Linked DNA regions of Sus scrofa: regions 1 and 3 are each linked to region 2. Evidence: chromatin contacts called from public Hi-C data. All regions are on one chromosome and are shown on one strand. The core of a region is the stretch at or near the end of the contact, and the rest is flanking DNA. Distances in the headings are between cores, read along the strand shown. Region 1 holds the start of SLC15A2 (solute carrier family 15 member 2). Region 2 holds the start of GOLGB1 (golgin subfamily B member 1). Region 3 holds the start of EAF2 (ELL-associated factor 2).

What was found. A called contact is a pair of places that touch in the nucleus more often than the background predicts.
Region 1: a contact with region 2 is called in a Hi-C map of embryonic fibroblasts, with 2.5 times the contacts expected there. The contact joins the promoter of SLC15A2 here to the promoter of GOLGB1 in region 2. A contact is called at or near these places in 1 of 5 promoter capture datasets (liver) and 5 of 47 Hi-C or Micro-C datasets (embryonic fibroblasts, liver and skeletal muscle).
Region 3: a Hi-C map of skeletal muscle shows a contact between it and region 2, with 3 times the contacts expected there. The contact joins the promoter of EAF2 here to the promoter of GOLGB1 in region 2. A contact is called at or near these places in 1 of 5 promoter capture datasets (liver), 10 of 47 Hi-C or Micro-C datasets (alveolar macrophages, brain, fetal heart ventricle and 5 more) and 2 of 2 datasets of contacts at active chromatin or transcription factors (alveolar macrophages and skeletal muscle).

The regions. Positions count from the first base shown.
Region 1 is chr13:138,631,199-138,635,812 of Sscrofa11.1, forward strand. It overlaps SLC15A2 (solute carrier family 15 member 2), which reads right to left and starts at 1,350. Exons shown (of 22, transcript NM_001097514.1): 1 at 1,219-1,350. The coding sequence starts at 1,323. EAF2 (ELL-associated factor 2) reads right to left here. Exons shown (of 6, transcript XM_013980937.2): 6 at 1,343-1,477. The coding sequence ends at 1,467.
Region 2 is chr13:138,753,454-138,757,613 of Sscrofa11.1, forward strand. It overlaps GOLGB1 (golgin subfamily B member 1), which reads left to right and starts at 1,350. Exons shown (of 23, transcript XM_021070274.1): 1 at 1,350-1,380.
Region 3 is chr13:138,679,479-138,683,977 of Sscrofa11.1, forward strand. EAF2 (ELL-associated factor 2) reads right to left here and starts at 2,124. Exons shown (of 6, transcript XM_013980937.2): 1 at 1,921-2,124. The coding sequence starts at 2,026.

The sequences.
Region 1 (4,614 bases), core at 100-2,599, 120 kb before region 2:
AAATGTCCATTCTTTCTATAAAAGAGATTCTACAGCATTTTAATGGTAATCCTATTGGGCATTAAAAGTACTATGCTATTTCAAGCATTATCTGTCAGAATATAAGGAATATCATGTTTCATTTCAAATTCCTACCCATTATGATGGCCCAACTAACATGAGAGAGGGATGGAGATATCTGTTCTTGGTTCAACCAAATCTTACCATGAGATTTTTATGGTCTCTTCTTATTAATAAGATACACACACACACACATCTTTGTGAGCAAGCTTAAATTCTTTGGGACCAGAAGAGATATAACTAAATAAATAAATGATAAATTAATACATTAATGTATCCAATCTTTTATCCATATAGATATAAACAACCCTCCTAAATATTAATATACATTAATGTATGATTAAAAACTTGCTTGAAAGATACAGTGAATTAAGTTCTTTACCTTTTAGCTCACAGTTTGAGAATTATGCAACTTCAAGTTTAATTAGCACACTTTTACTAGCTATGTAACACTGTCATTGGCTGTGTTAACATACTGCCCCCGGTGTATCACTACACTTGTCTTTATACTTCAATTCTATTATTCCAAAGAAACTACCACCTCTAGAACACTACCACCTCTTTGTGGTAAGAACTCATTAAATACTGGCTAATATTTCTATATCCTCTCCACTTATAGGATTTTGATATGAAGATTGAAACGAGATAATGAATTTGCAAGTGCTTTAACACGTATACAAAACATTATTATCACTTCCTTGTTTCCCTGTTCCTTCCCCCACTGTAAACTGAAACACATAATAACAGACCTTGGTGTCCAGCATAGACTCTACACACAGGGGGAACTAAGGGTTGAGTTTTTATATTAGTAAAGAAAGAACAATCACACACAGTTCTCCAGAAAGGAGTGCTTGCCAAGTTTCCCTGGACGCTCAAAGTGCTTTTTTTCCCACCCTAGAGAAACTCAGAGTATACAATGAAACACATCAAAGTCTTAGATGCCAATTGAAGAACTCTGACTACCTCTTTCTGCTGCATCCTCTCCTAAGTAAAGGAAACTTCTGTTTAGACTTGGTTTACAGGTTAACTCTAAATCCGAGAGAGAGAAGAGTTTTTAACACTGTAACACAGCTCAGCCTGAAACTCTAGAGGCCAAGGAGGAGAACCAAAAGAGCAAGTATGTTCCTGTCAGAGGCAGAACTGAATCTGAGGACTCACCGGAGATGGCTTCTTTGGAAAGCTGGGGGGTCGAGGTGGTACTTCTTCAGTGGAGACAGGTAAAAAAAGTGTTTCCTTGGATTCATTTTTCTGGAAGGGATTCATGGCTGGCTCCTTACTCTCTCTCTCTTCAAGCATTTGGCTTTGGTAGGCAGTCGGACAGCTGCCAGGCTACTGTGAAAAGGGGGACTGGGAGGGGAAGAGGGGGTGGCTTCGGCAACTAGGTTTAACCCCGTGGGTGTCGGGCTTCAGCAGCTGCCTGCAAAGTAGAAAGCTATATAAAAGAAAGGATCGAGTCTTAGAGACTAGTTCAAAGAATGATTATGTTAAAGGTAGAGCACAAGGAAGAACACCACATCATGGGCTGGAAGAGCATAATGCTGGAGAACTGCAAATGGATGAAAATTAGTAAGACTACACAGACCTGGAGCATAGCCTGGAGCACAGATTTCAAAATTGATTTCAGGGTAATAATAGCCACCACTTGTTGCACATCTACTATGGGCAAAGTTTATATATACATACATATATTATATCTATACCCATATGTTTTAATTCTTACTACTATCCTCGTTTTAAGGAACTAATAAACAACAGGTTATGTAATTTGCCCAATATCATGTGGCCAGTAAGCAGCAGATCTGGAATTTTCGGTATGCCATTACATATAGATTAGTATCAGTAAAGCCTATGGTCCTTTCTCGGGAATGGAGGCTATATGGAAATGTAAACATAGGAACATAGGAATGCGGGGGAACTGAAATGCATTGAAGAGGGAAGGTCATCTCCAAAATGAATTTGGATAGAAAAAAACATTTGGTTTTCAACATAATAAAGTTCAACTAGAAATATCCTATAAGCAATTAAATAGGTCTTGGTCATGTACATTTGGGAATAATTCTTCTACTTTGATAAATTTATTTTCTCACGTCAAGATGAATCCTTCATGACATGAGGAAATACAATTTAATTTGCATAAAAATTAGGAACCAGATATTTTCTAGTTACTATTACAAACATCATTTTCCTTAATTTTCAGTGAATGGACTTCCCAGTGACTCCAGAATATAATATTTATTTCCTATCAGAGGAGGAACAAGAACAGCCATGACAATGATAGATGTACTTTTTACAGTATGATTTTTGCTAAGTCAAAGAGGCAAAATAAGAACAAGAGAGTATGGTGTCCATCTAGCTGTCAGTCAAAAGAGAAAGGAAAATAATGGCAAGACAGCAAGAAGAAAAATGAAGACTAAACCAACAAGGAAGTCAGGAAACAGGGGAATGAATTATTTTATTTTAGAATATGAGAGAGAACCTATGACTCTATTCCCTGTAAAGTTCTTCCATTACCTGTTTGAGTAATTTGTTGACAAGTAAGGCCAGAATAAACTCTATCCTCTCTTTCCTAAACTCTATCTTAGACTTTGACCATATTTTCCCAGCTTCTAGTATACCTCTTATCCCACTTCTCTCCCACCAATGAAAAAGAGTCCAGCTTCATTTCAGACTGTGACATTAATGATTAAGCTGTAGTTATTCTTTCAGGAAGCACTGCCCTTTCTGACCTAGTTTGGTTAATGACTCTAGATGCAAAACAAATGAACAGTCAGAAGTTACTGGTCAAGTTAACCACTAGAGGCACAAATGTCTTTAAGATCTAATTATATCAGTGGCTCCCCTTGCTCTGACTTGATAGCATTTGATCTGGCAGAGCAAATGGAATAGCACCTGTGAACAAAGCACCAATTCATTTGTGCTCATAGGTGCCCTAAATATCAAACTTTAGAGTATTGGCATTGGTTCTCATACTCCTTTGTTTAGATGAAATTCTTCTTTTAATTATGCAATACTATGCTAACATTAATAGAATCAAATAATATCAGAGATGGAAGGAAACTTAATCTTGTCCTATGTAAACTAAACTTCCCTAATGATAAAAATCACTTAGGGAGGGAGTTCCTATTGTGACTCAATGGGTTAAGAAACACAGTGTCCGTGAGGATGTGGCTTTAATCTCTGGTTTCGTTCAGTGGGTTACAGATCCAGTATTGCTGCAAGGTGCGGCACAGTTTGCAGATGCAGCTCGGATCCGGTGTTGTAATGACTGTAGCATAGTCCTGAAGCTGCAGCTCTGATTCAAGCCCTGGCTTCAGCTGATTCCATATGCCATGCATGTAGCCATAAAAAAGAAAAAAAATCACTTAGGGATATCTTATATATATAAATTTCCAGAACGATTCTCTCTCTCTCTCTCTCTCTCTCTCTCTCTCTCTCTCTCTCTCTCTCTCTCCTCACACACACACACACACACACACACACACACACTTAAAGGCCTTTCCTTTGAAAATTCTTATTCTCTAAGGAGGTATTTAAGAATGTATATTTTAATAAGCATCTATGGTAATTCTTAGAACAGGGGTTTGGTGAACACTGGTTTAAAATCCTTCTCTTAGTCTAGCCTGAAGAATATTACAGAAGGGCTCAGACTAGAATCCCCACCTTCGAGACCTAAAGCCTTTTTCCTCCTTATCAAGATGCCTCTTATACACCATTTTTGCTAAGTTGAAATCAGATAGAAGGATAAAAGGGAAAAGATCAAAAAGAAAAACAACTTCTGAATAGAAATGAGTACAAACACTTCAGGGGCAAAAAAAAGCAATAAAAGTGGAAGAACCTAAAGTATGTGATAAGAGTAAAAAATACTTGTGACCTCAATGATTATGACAGAAGAGAGATTTTTTTTTCTTTTTGCACCTGCACCTGCAGCATATGGAAGTTCCCAGGTTAACTCCATATCCTTAACCCACTGAGTGAAGCCACATATCAAACTTGCATCCTCACAGACACTATGTTGGGTTCTTAACCAACTGAGCCACAATGGGAACTCCAAGAGTGATATATTAGGCTATGTACAGAAAAGAAGCTCTAAAATGACAGACACTCACATAGTTAGAAAAGGCAATTAAAAGAGAACATGTGTTTAGCAAAGTGCATCAATATAAAATTACATAAAAGTACATTATTTAAATATAGCAAAAACAAATAGAAAAGGAAATTTAAAAAATTATACTGCTATAGTAGCATAAAAAATACCCAGGAATATATCTATTGAAAGATGTTTAAGACATCAATACTAAACACTTAGAGTATTAGTATGTATTTTTATGTAATTTTTACAGTTCATTTTATATAAATTACATCATTTATTTACCTACTCCTACAAATGAAGGCGCTCTCAACCTCTTACGAATACATTTTTATGATTTTTTTCCATTCTTATTAAGTCTGACTCATCTCGTAAAGAATTGGAAATTACTGGAGTTCCTGTGTGGCGCAGTGGTTAACAAATCCAACTAGGAACCATGAGGTTGCGGGTTCGGTCCCTGGCCTTGC
Region 2 (4,160 bases), core at 100-2,599:
TTTTCAAAATGGCAGGAATTTGTTTTCCCTTGATCTCAGCTATATCGCCAAGTCCAAGAACAGTACACACTAATTACAGGGGACTACAATTTAGATGGTCACCAGAAAATGCCTTACTGATGTTTGATCCACAAAGATTTATGTAATAAACATTAGCACGAGGATGCATAGGGTGGGCTGAGTGCCTGACACACAGTAAGTCTCAATAAATTCAAATAATACTAATTGTCAAGGGAGTCCCTGATATCACAGGAGCTGGCTACTTTTATTCCTTTCCTTAGAGGCTCTGTGACTGTTACTGGAGCACCTCACTGACTCCTGTCCCAGTACCAGAGCCCTCAACCCTCACCTGCTTAAGGGCCAGTTCTGACACCACTTATTAAAAGGCATTCTCTGGTATTCACTACTTTCCCTCTAACTCAAATCCTTAGAAACATCTCTGATCCTTTCATACAGATGCCAAGTTCTACCTAGTCCGAGTCACATTAGTAAGTCGCTGTTTGTGAAAGTCACTTTAATCTGGTTCTCATTTTTCATCAGTAAAATGAAAAAGTCATATTAGATGTCCTACTTTCCGGTCTAATATTTTATGACTCTAAGAGCAAAACCCACATTCTTTTTTTTTTTTTTTGTCTTTTGTCTTTTTGTCTGTTGTTGTTGTTGCTATTTCTTGGGCCGCTCCCGCGGCATATGGAGGTTCCCAGGCTAGGGGTTGAATCGGAGCTGTAGCCACCGGCCTACGCCAGAGCCACAGCAACGCGGGATCCGAGCCGTGTCTGCAACCTACACCACAGCTCACGGCAACGCCAGATCATTAACCCACTGAGCAAGGGCAGGGACCGAACCCGCAACCTCATGGTTCCTAGTCGGATTCGTTAACCACTGCGCCACGACGGGAACTCCAAAACCCACATTCTTATACCCTCCTCACAGCTCATTTAGCAATCCTAATGGCAGCTGGTTTCTGCAGTGCAGAGTCTCCGCGAAAGCCCAAGCTACAATGTCGATCAGTTTTGACCAACCCCGCGGAGGTATCAGAAGCAATAAGCGCAGCCACTTTACTTTGGAAACACCTGACCTTACCAAGAAGGCCCGCCCTCCCGGCATTTCCGGCTCTTCCCCAAATTTTCTTCCGGAACACTTTCTCGGGTCTGACTCCACCCCTCCTCCACTCTTTAGAGTCTATTGGCTGTTTCTTTGAGGAAGCGGAGCATTTCCTGACTTTGATTGGTCTCGGTCATTGTTGACGGGTTAGGTACAAACAAGGCGTGCCTGGTCTCCCTGGTAACGCCCTGTCAATAGCCCTGATTGGTCCATATCCTAATCCCAGTTTCCGTCCCAACAGCGAGTGGTTGAGTCCGGCAGCGGGGCGCGGCGGAGGTGGGTGTCGTGTACGGGATTCCCGAGCTGACGTGGCTTAAATTTGGGAGGGGGGCAGCTGGAGCCTCCGGCAACAACCTCTTCCAGGTGAGTGGGGGATACTCCCCAACTCCTCCCTTCCTTGAGCCTTGTAACGGTCACCCCCACCACAAGGCCCGCAGGTCTGCCGAAGCAGCCACACTCGGGTCCCCTCCCTGTCCCGCCTCTCCTGATTTAGTCCTGGATCCGGCCCTTTAATCCACCTTCCTTCATCTACAGGGCCTGGTTCCAATTGTTTACTCGCCGGCTGGCGCCGCCGGATGGTTTCAGGGTCGCCCTACACGGCCTCCAGGCACATATGCACTGTCCGCCCCCTCCTTTGGACTTTTCTCCTCTGGGATAGGCGGAGAAAGGCGCTCGGGTCAGCCCTGTCCGCACAGCCTCGTTCCCTAAGCAGCCTGCTCAGGCCGACCTGTGTACGCAGCAGCCGACGTCGGAGAGAACCTGCCCGGCCCCTCTGCGGTCAGGCCCTAAACAAACTTAGTGTCTGGAAGGGGAGGCGGGAGCCAAACAAATCCAAGGTCTTGAGGGCGGAGATCACAGAAACATTGGCGCTATTAACGCAAATGTGGGTCTGTCGAAGGATCCTGGATCCTGCTACTGAGTTGCTGGGGAGGTTCAGAGAGAGGGATGATCCTTGCAATCCCATTAAGACTAAAATCCCAGGAATCGGAGGGAGGTTATTAGAGGAAAGGGAACCCTGAAGAAAGTTCTGGAGGAAAAAGAATTTGATTTGAAAATGGAGGATGTTTATTCTGCATAACAGGTTGGTGTGTAGGAGTGTTAGGGGTAGATAACCCCCCTCGACAAATGAGGAATATATTTGTCTGACTTGAAGAGTTTCAGTTGGTCTGTGGGGAGAAGACAATTTAAGAGTAGGGCAGAGATATTTAAAGATCGCTGGATAAGTACTTTCACTTTTGGAAACAGTTGGAAGCTTTCCGAGCTTTTAAAGAATCTCACAGTTTTGTGCAAGATAGCACTAGAGAGCTCACTACAGAAAGGCTGGAGGCCTTTTCAGAAGCACGAAGTAATTAAATTTGGATGATCAGAATGATTATGAACTGTCAAAATCAGTAAGTGTTCTTTTGGAAGTGACAGGATATGGTCATGGAATAGATATAGGGAAGAGTTGAAGAGAATTCAAAAATTGCAGACATTGTACACTGACTGTTTCACAGCTTTTACGTTTTATTCTTTGACCATGGAATGACCATTTGATGCTTTCCTCTTTGCTTGTTAAATTTGTTCGAGTACATCAGTACTTTCCAAGTATTTTTAATTGCACTATCAGTAATACATATTTGAGCAACTATCCTCTAAATACTGTATACTCAATTATAAATAATATATGAATAACACTATAAGTATGTAACTTATATAATACACAAAACATATTTAAAAGGATAAAAAAAGTCTTGCTGGAGTTCCCGTCGTGGCCCAGTGGTTGACGAATCCGACTAGGAACCATGAGGTTGCGGGTTCGATCCCTGGCCTTGCTCAGTGGGTTGAGGACCCGGCGTTGCCGTGAGCTGTGGTGTAGGTTGCAGGCGCGGCTCGGATTCCGAGTTGCTGTGGCTCTGGCGTAGACTGGTGGCTATAGCTCCGATTCGACCCCTAGCCTGGGAACCTCCATGTGCTGCAGAAGCGGCCCTAGAAAAGGCAAAAAGACAAAAAAAAAAAAAAAGGTCTTGCCTATTTTCTAGGACACTCCCCACCAAATTTGAAAATCACATAAAGGTGTTTACTTATGTTTTTGAGAAAGTTGCTTCTCTGAAGAATCCTCCTTTTTTTTGGGGGGGGGACCTTTCATTTCTCTGGGATGCAGCCTTTCATAAAAATAATTACTGTTAGGATTAATTCTTTTTTCCTTCTGCTTAAATCTTAAAAGTGTCTCTGTTTTTCCCCTTTACATTAGTGGATTAAAAGGATGTTGATTTTATTCTTGTTTATAAAAAAATAAATCACTCAAACTCCTCTAGCTTAACCACTGTTAGTAATAAATTATTTGGGACACATTTCACCACTCATCATTACGTATTAGCTTATTGTTAGGAACCACTATATGAGAGGATGTTAGGGTCTATAATACTCTATTTTTAAATAAGCTTTTAAATAAATCAGCAAATGTGCTTTTGGTAAAAGTAATTTTGATACAAAAGGATGTAATATAAAACCAAAAATCTCATTCTCTTCTATGGACTGACCCTTTTCCCCATTCCCTATTTCCCAGGAAGCAAGCACTGTAAATAATTTGTTTATTCTTAAGAAACTTCTTGATCATTTTCAAGCACACAGGTAATATATATTTCCTTTTCTCTCACACAAGTTGAATCATAATATATGCCTGCTATTCCGTACCTTTTTCTTCCCACTTAATACTATATTTTTCCATACCCATAAATATAAAACTACCTCATTCTTTTAAAGGGCTTTACAACATTCCCTAGTAGAAATATCAATATATGTTTAGCCTGTCCCCTGTTGATGGAGACTGAGATTTCGTTCAGTCATCACAAACACTGCAGTAGTGAATATCCATATACATGTATCCTTGTGCCTCTGTGTGAGCCTGTCTATGACATAAACAATATGGAATTCTTTGGGGTTCCACTACTCTGAATCATTTCATTTTAGTGTGTGTACTGCTGGGAAAAAAAGTGCTTATATGACTCTAAGTATTATATACATTGTATGGGTGCCTTCTTACCTCCAGCCCTGTTTTTAGTCCCAGTGAAGAA
Region 3 (4,499 bases), core at 874-3,373, 73 kb before region 2:
TTCTCTAATTCTGAAGATACAATTCCACCATTTGGGAAATTTTTGTAAATAAAAGGCTTGAAGCACCTATAAAGTGTTTTTCAAAGGCTGTTTGTTATTTATTTATTTGGGGGCTCACCCTTAAAAAGAGACCTTATACCCAAGTTATATGAAAAAATATTCTCAAGCAAATTTGTATAATCTAAAACCTTGTAGTTAAAAAAAAAAAAAAAAACTAATACTAAGACTAATGCATACCTGAGAAAGAAGAGGAAAGGAGAGGGAAGATATTATGTGAGAGAAAGGCATGGAGAAACCAGATAAGAACTATATCATACTTTTGGAAAATGGGACTGAAGCAGAGAAACTGCACAGCTGTCTCACTGTGGTAAGCCTTGGACCACAAATTATGATAAAGAATAAACAAGGTACACAAAGATCTGTCTGCACATATCTCCTCTGTTTACTCTATCAATTGGATATTAATTCTGCTTAATAAAACCCCTCTTAAAAATGTAAATATAGCCTTAGAGAGTTAAACCTATTGGTTCTTCAAACCTTTACTGTGAGTTAGTAATAATTAGATTGTGTATAACTTAAGTAAACTTGGAAAACGTGAGTTTTAATTGAGTGTTCTAATTGAAACATGAAACACTTCAGAAAAAAACAGCACAACAACAACAAAGATCTCTGAACAGTCTAAAGACAGAATGAGAAAGGTGGAGGGATGAGACTAAGGAAGGGCAGGGCTAGGAAGAGGAAGTGAAAAAATACCTACTTTACAATTTTGCCACAGAAAAATAAGAGGTTTATGGTTCGATGATCTCAAAGTTTCCTTCCCACTCTGTAATTCTATGAGGACTATTATGTAAAGAATGAATGTTTTACATACCAAATCATAATATACTATCTTTTCCTTTCTGGAATCTAAACCATCCAACTATTAAAGTAAAAGAGCTCCAATTTCTACCTCAACAACATGAAAGAGAAGTATATCAAAACTACTTCCCCAGGACAAACAAAAGGAGAAATCATAAGCAGTAAATGTCTTTCTAGTATATTAATAACACACCCTTCAAAACTTTGATAGTATTTGAAAACTGATTGAATGAAATTGGGGGTCCAAAAGAGACACAGATTATTAGAATGATCCAGAATCTCTCTCCAGGAACACACTAAATAACACCCTCATCAGTCAGAGACATCAAAAATGAAGACAGGAAAGAACATTTCCCCACCAACCTCAAGGCATTCACCTCCTCCTGCATAATAATAGTTCGGCCCTTGCCCTCTCCATTTGTCACCTTATTACAGTTGTCGCTAGAATAACACGGGTCTGAACTGCGCAGGTCCAGTTATACGTGGGTTTTTTTTCAATAAATAGTTTATATTTTCATCTTCAGATCTTTAACGTAGTGTGGGGAAATGCTTGTGTCTGATTAGAGATCACAACACAGGTAATTAAAAGAACTAGGTTAAGAGTCCTGATTCTACCCAAAAGGTTTCAGCTTCTTAGGTGAGTCCGGTATCAATTCCTTCGTTTTTGAGGCAGAGATAGGAATACGTGGATATTGCACTGCTTGGGGTCGACGCCCCTATTCCCTGCTTTGTTCAAGGGTCTACTGAATTTTCCTTTCCACCTCTGCATGATCCGCCAGTTACGTCTCTCTCCATCCATAGTCACCCCGCAGCCTTTCTCCACAAGTGGCCCTTCCTACCTGTTGGTCTCACTTAAATCTCTCTGCCCAGAATTACCCACACCTGCTCCACCCAGGTGCTTGCACCGACCCTTCCGGACTCGGGGTATGGCAGTGGACTGCGCTGGGCACCCCATTCTCCCGCAGAGTCAGCAGTCTGTGCGAACACGACTTGGAGAGGGTTGTTCTTTCGCACCCCCATACCCAGAGCTTCCCCCTTTCCCCCGGGGTCGTCCTCACTCACAGCGCACAGTGTGGAAGGCGCAGCGCGGCTGCTTCTCAAAACTCTCGCCTAACTTGAGAACCCGCTCGCGGCTGTCAATACGCGAGGGTCTCCCTGCTCCATTCATTATTCTCCTCGGTCTCTGAACTGCCTCCGCCAGCAGCGCTCACCACCAGCTGCCAACTCAGCCTGAAACATCTGCACTTGCAGCCGCCTACGCAGCCAAAAAAGACTCCGCCCCGCGCCCGGGGAGCGTGGCCCCCACAGGATGCCTCTCGCGTGTTGATTGGCTGCCGCCTTAGGAGTGCCCGCCCCTTGGCCCCGAGGCTCCGGGTCCCGCAGCCGAGCCCCTCCCCCTTCTCACGTTGGGACGCACGCAGCCCCGGGAGGCTATGGTTCTGAGGTACACGGCAGGAGCTGTGTGCTGCTGAGGAGGAACGCGAAACGGAGCGAGGTAGCCTACGTGAGGCGGCGGCTAGGGAAGGAGAATGTCCAGGGTGCCGGGAGGCCTGGACTCCAAGCTTATGGGCCAAGTGACCCGACTTGCAGGAGCTCTAAAAGGAGAATCGGCCTGCTCCACGCCTTTCTGTGGAGATCTGGTGTGGAAACTGAGGCGGGGGAGGGGCGGAACCTGGACTCCAGGCGCGGCGTCGTGCCCGAGGCCTGGTAGCGCCGAAGCTGGATCTAGAATCCTGAGTAAAGGAACCAGTGCCCACCGAGCCGTGGTCCTTGGATCTGACTGGAGGCGACGCCGTTACCTCAGCAAGAGTTTTCTGACCTTATGTTCCAGAGCAGGGTCCCAATGGTCAGGTCCCAGAGGGGAGTAGGAGTTGGGGGTTGGAGGGAGTGGAAAAAGAGTTCAGAGTTAGGAACTACAGATATTTAGGATCCCCTGCGGCTGGTTTGCATTTGGTTGCCTTCGTTTATTTTCTTCACAGTGATGCGTGCAGGCAGTAACGACACGGCCCCCACGAAAGACAAGATTCCCAAAAGATCAGGGCCAGAGCTTTTGCTCTGGCTACAGGGTGATAACATTAATAATTGAAAAATAATTTGTCTTTTTTTTTTTTTTTAATCTGTCAAAAGTTCGTGAGTTTAAGGGTAGAGATGAGAGAAGTGCTGTATGAGAAGAGAAACACTCAAGAGAAAGTTTACAAATGGTTGCCATAACACTGGTGGTTTTTCAGGGTAATTGTATAATCAGACTACTCTTTAGTTAACTTATTCCTTTGCCAAATTTATTATTCCAGGCAAGTAGATAAATGTGTCCCCCTCAACCTATCTGCTTGTGTAAATTATACTCTTTTAAGCATACTAAAGCTGTTTCCTGTGGTAGTTAAGCACCTGAGTTCTGGAGCCAGAATCTTTTATGAGTTTGAACCTCAGCTTCATGCTCTACATTGTGACCTTGTGCAAACCAAAGTAAGTATGTTTGTCATTAAAATTAGGGGAAGAGGTAGTACTTACACCTTAGAGTTGTTGAGAGGATTAAATTAGTTAATGCCTGAAAGCATTTTAAACAATTCATGGCATCCAGTAAACGTTCTCCAAATGGTTATTGTTTTTGAGACTTTACTGTCATGCAACGCTTTAGGACCATTCTTGGTGGCTGCCTTCTCTTCCAAATTTTGAATTACTCTAGGAGGTAGGAATTATTATTTTGTTTACTTTATAGAAAATGGCATAAGCCCAGTCCTTTGACTCTCTTTATTCTTATCAGCTGTGTCATCCGTCTGGCATTTAATGTATTTTACATAATAATTGTATTTTACGTATGTGTATGTATGGATGTTGTGTATACTTTTCTTTCCTGACCAGAACATGATGAGGAAATCTGTCCTATGTAAAAGCTTTGTGACCCTTGCATCTAACGAAGGACACTACACGTGTTTGGTGATGTTTCAGTGATGTTTTGTTATGTTAGAGGGCAAGAACAGTGTTTTAAGCCTATTTTACCTTAAGGCTTTCAAACAGAAATCTGAGGTTCCCATTTTATAACCAGGAGAAAAGTAGAGCATCAAGAAATTGAGATTTTGGACACCCAAAATTTGTGCTTTTATTCATTCTTTCAATAATATGTAAGTACATACCACTTGCCAAGCACTTGTCTAGCCTTTGGGTGGGTTAAGGATCCAGCATTGCTGTGAGCTGTGTTGTAGGTCGAAAACGTGGTTTGGATCCCATGTTGCTGTTGCTATGGCATTTGCTGTGGCATAGGTCAGCATCTGTGGCTCCCATTCAACCCCTAGCTTGGGAACTTCCATATGCCACAGGTGGGTGCAGCCCTCAGAAGACCAAAAAAAAAAAGACAAATTCCTGAGGTAATTTATCATAAACAGAAACAGCAGAAGCAATCTGAAATGTCCCTTGGCTATACTTTATATTTAGTTCATTAATCTATTTGTCTACACCTGGGCTAATACAACATAGTTCCCTTTAAATACATATTTAAAGAAAATACACATTCTTGAAGCTTTTCAAGAAGGCAAAACTTATATACCACCCTTGATTTAGAGTGTCTAAGACTGCTTAGTAAAAGGAAATGGACTTTTTGTTTGTTTGTTTTTTGCTTTTTAGGGCTGCATCCGTGGCACATGGAA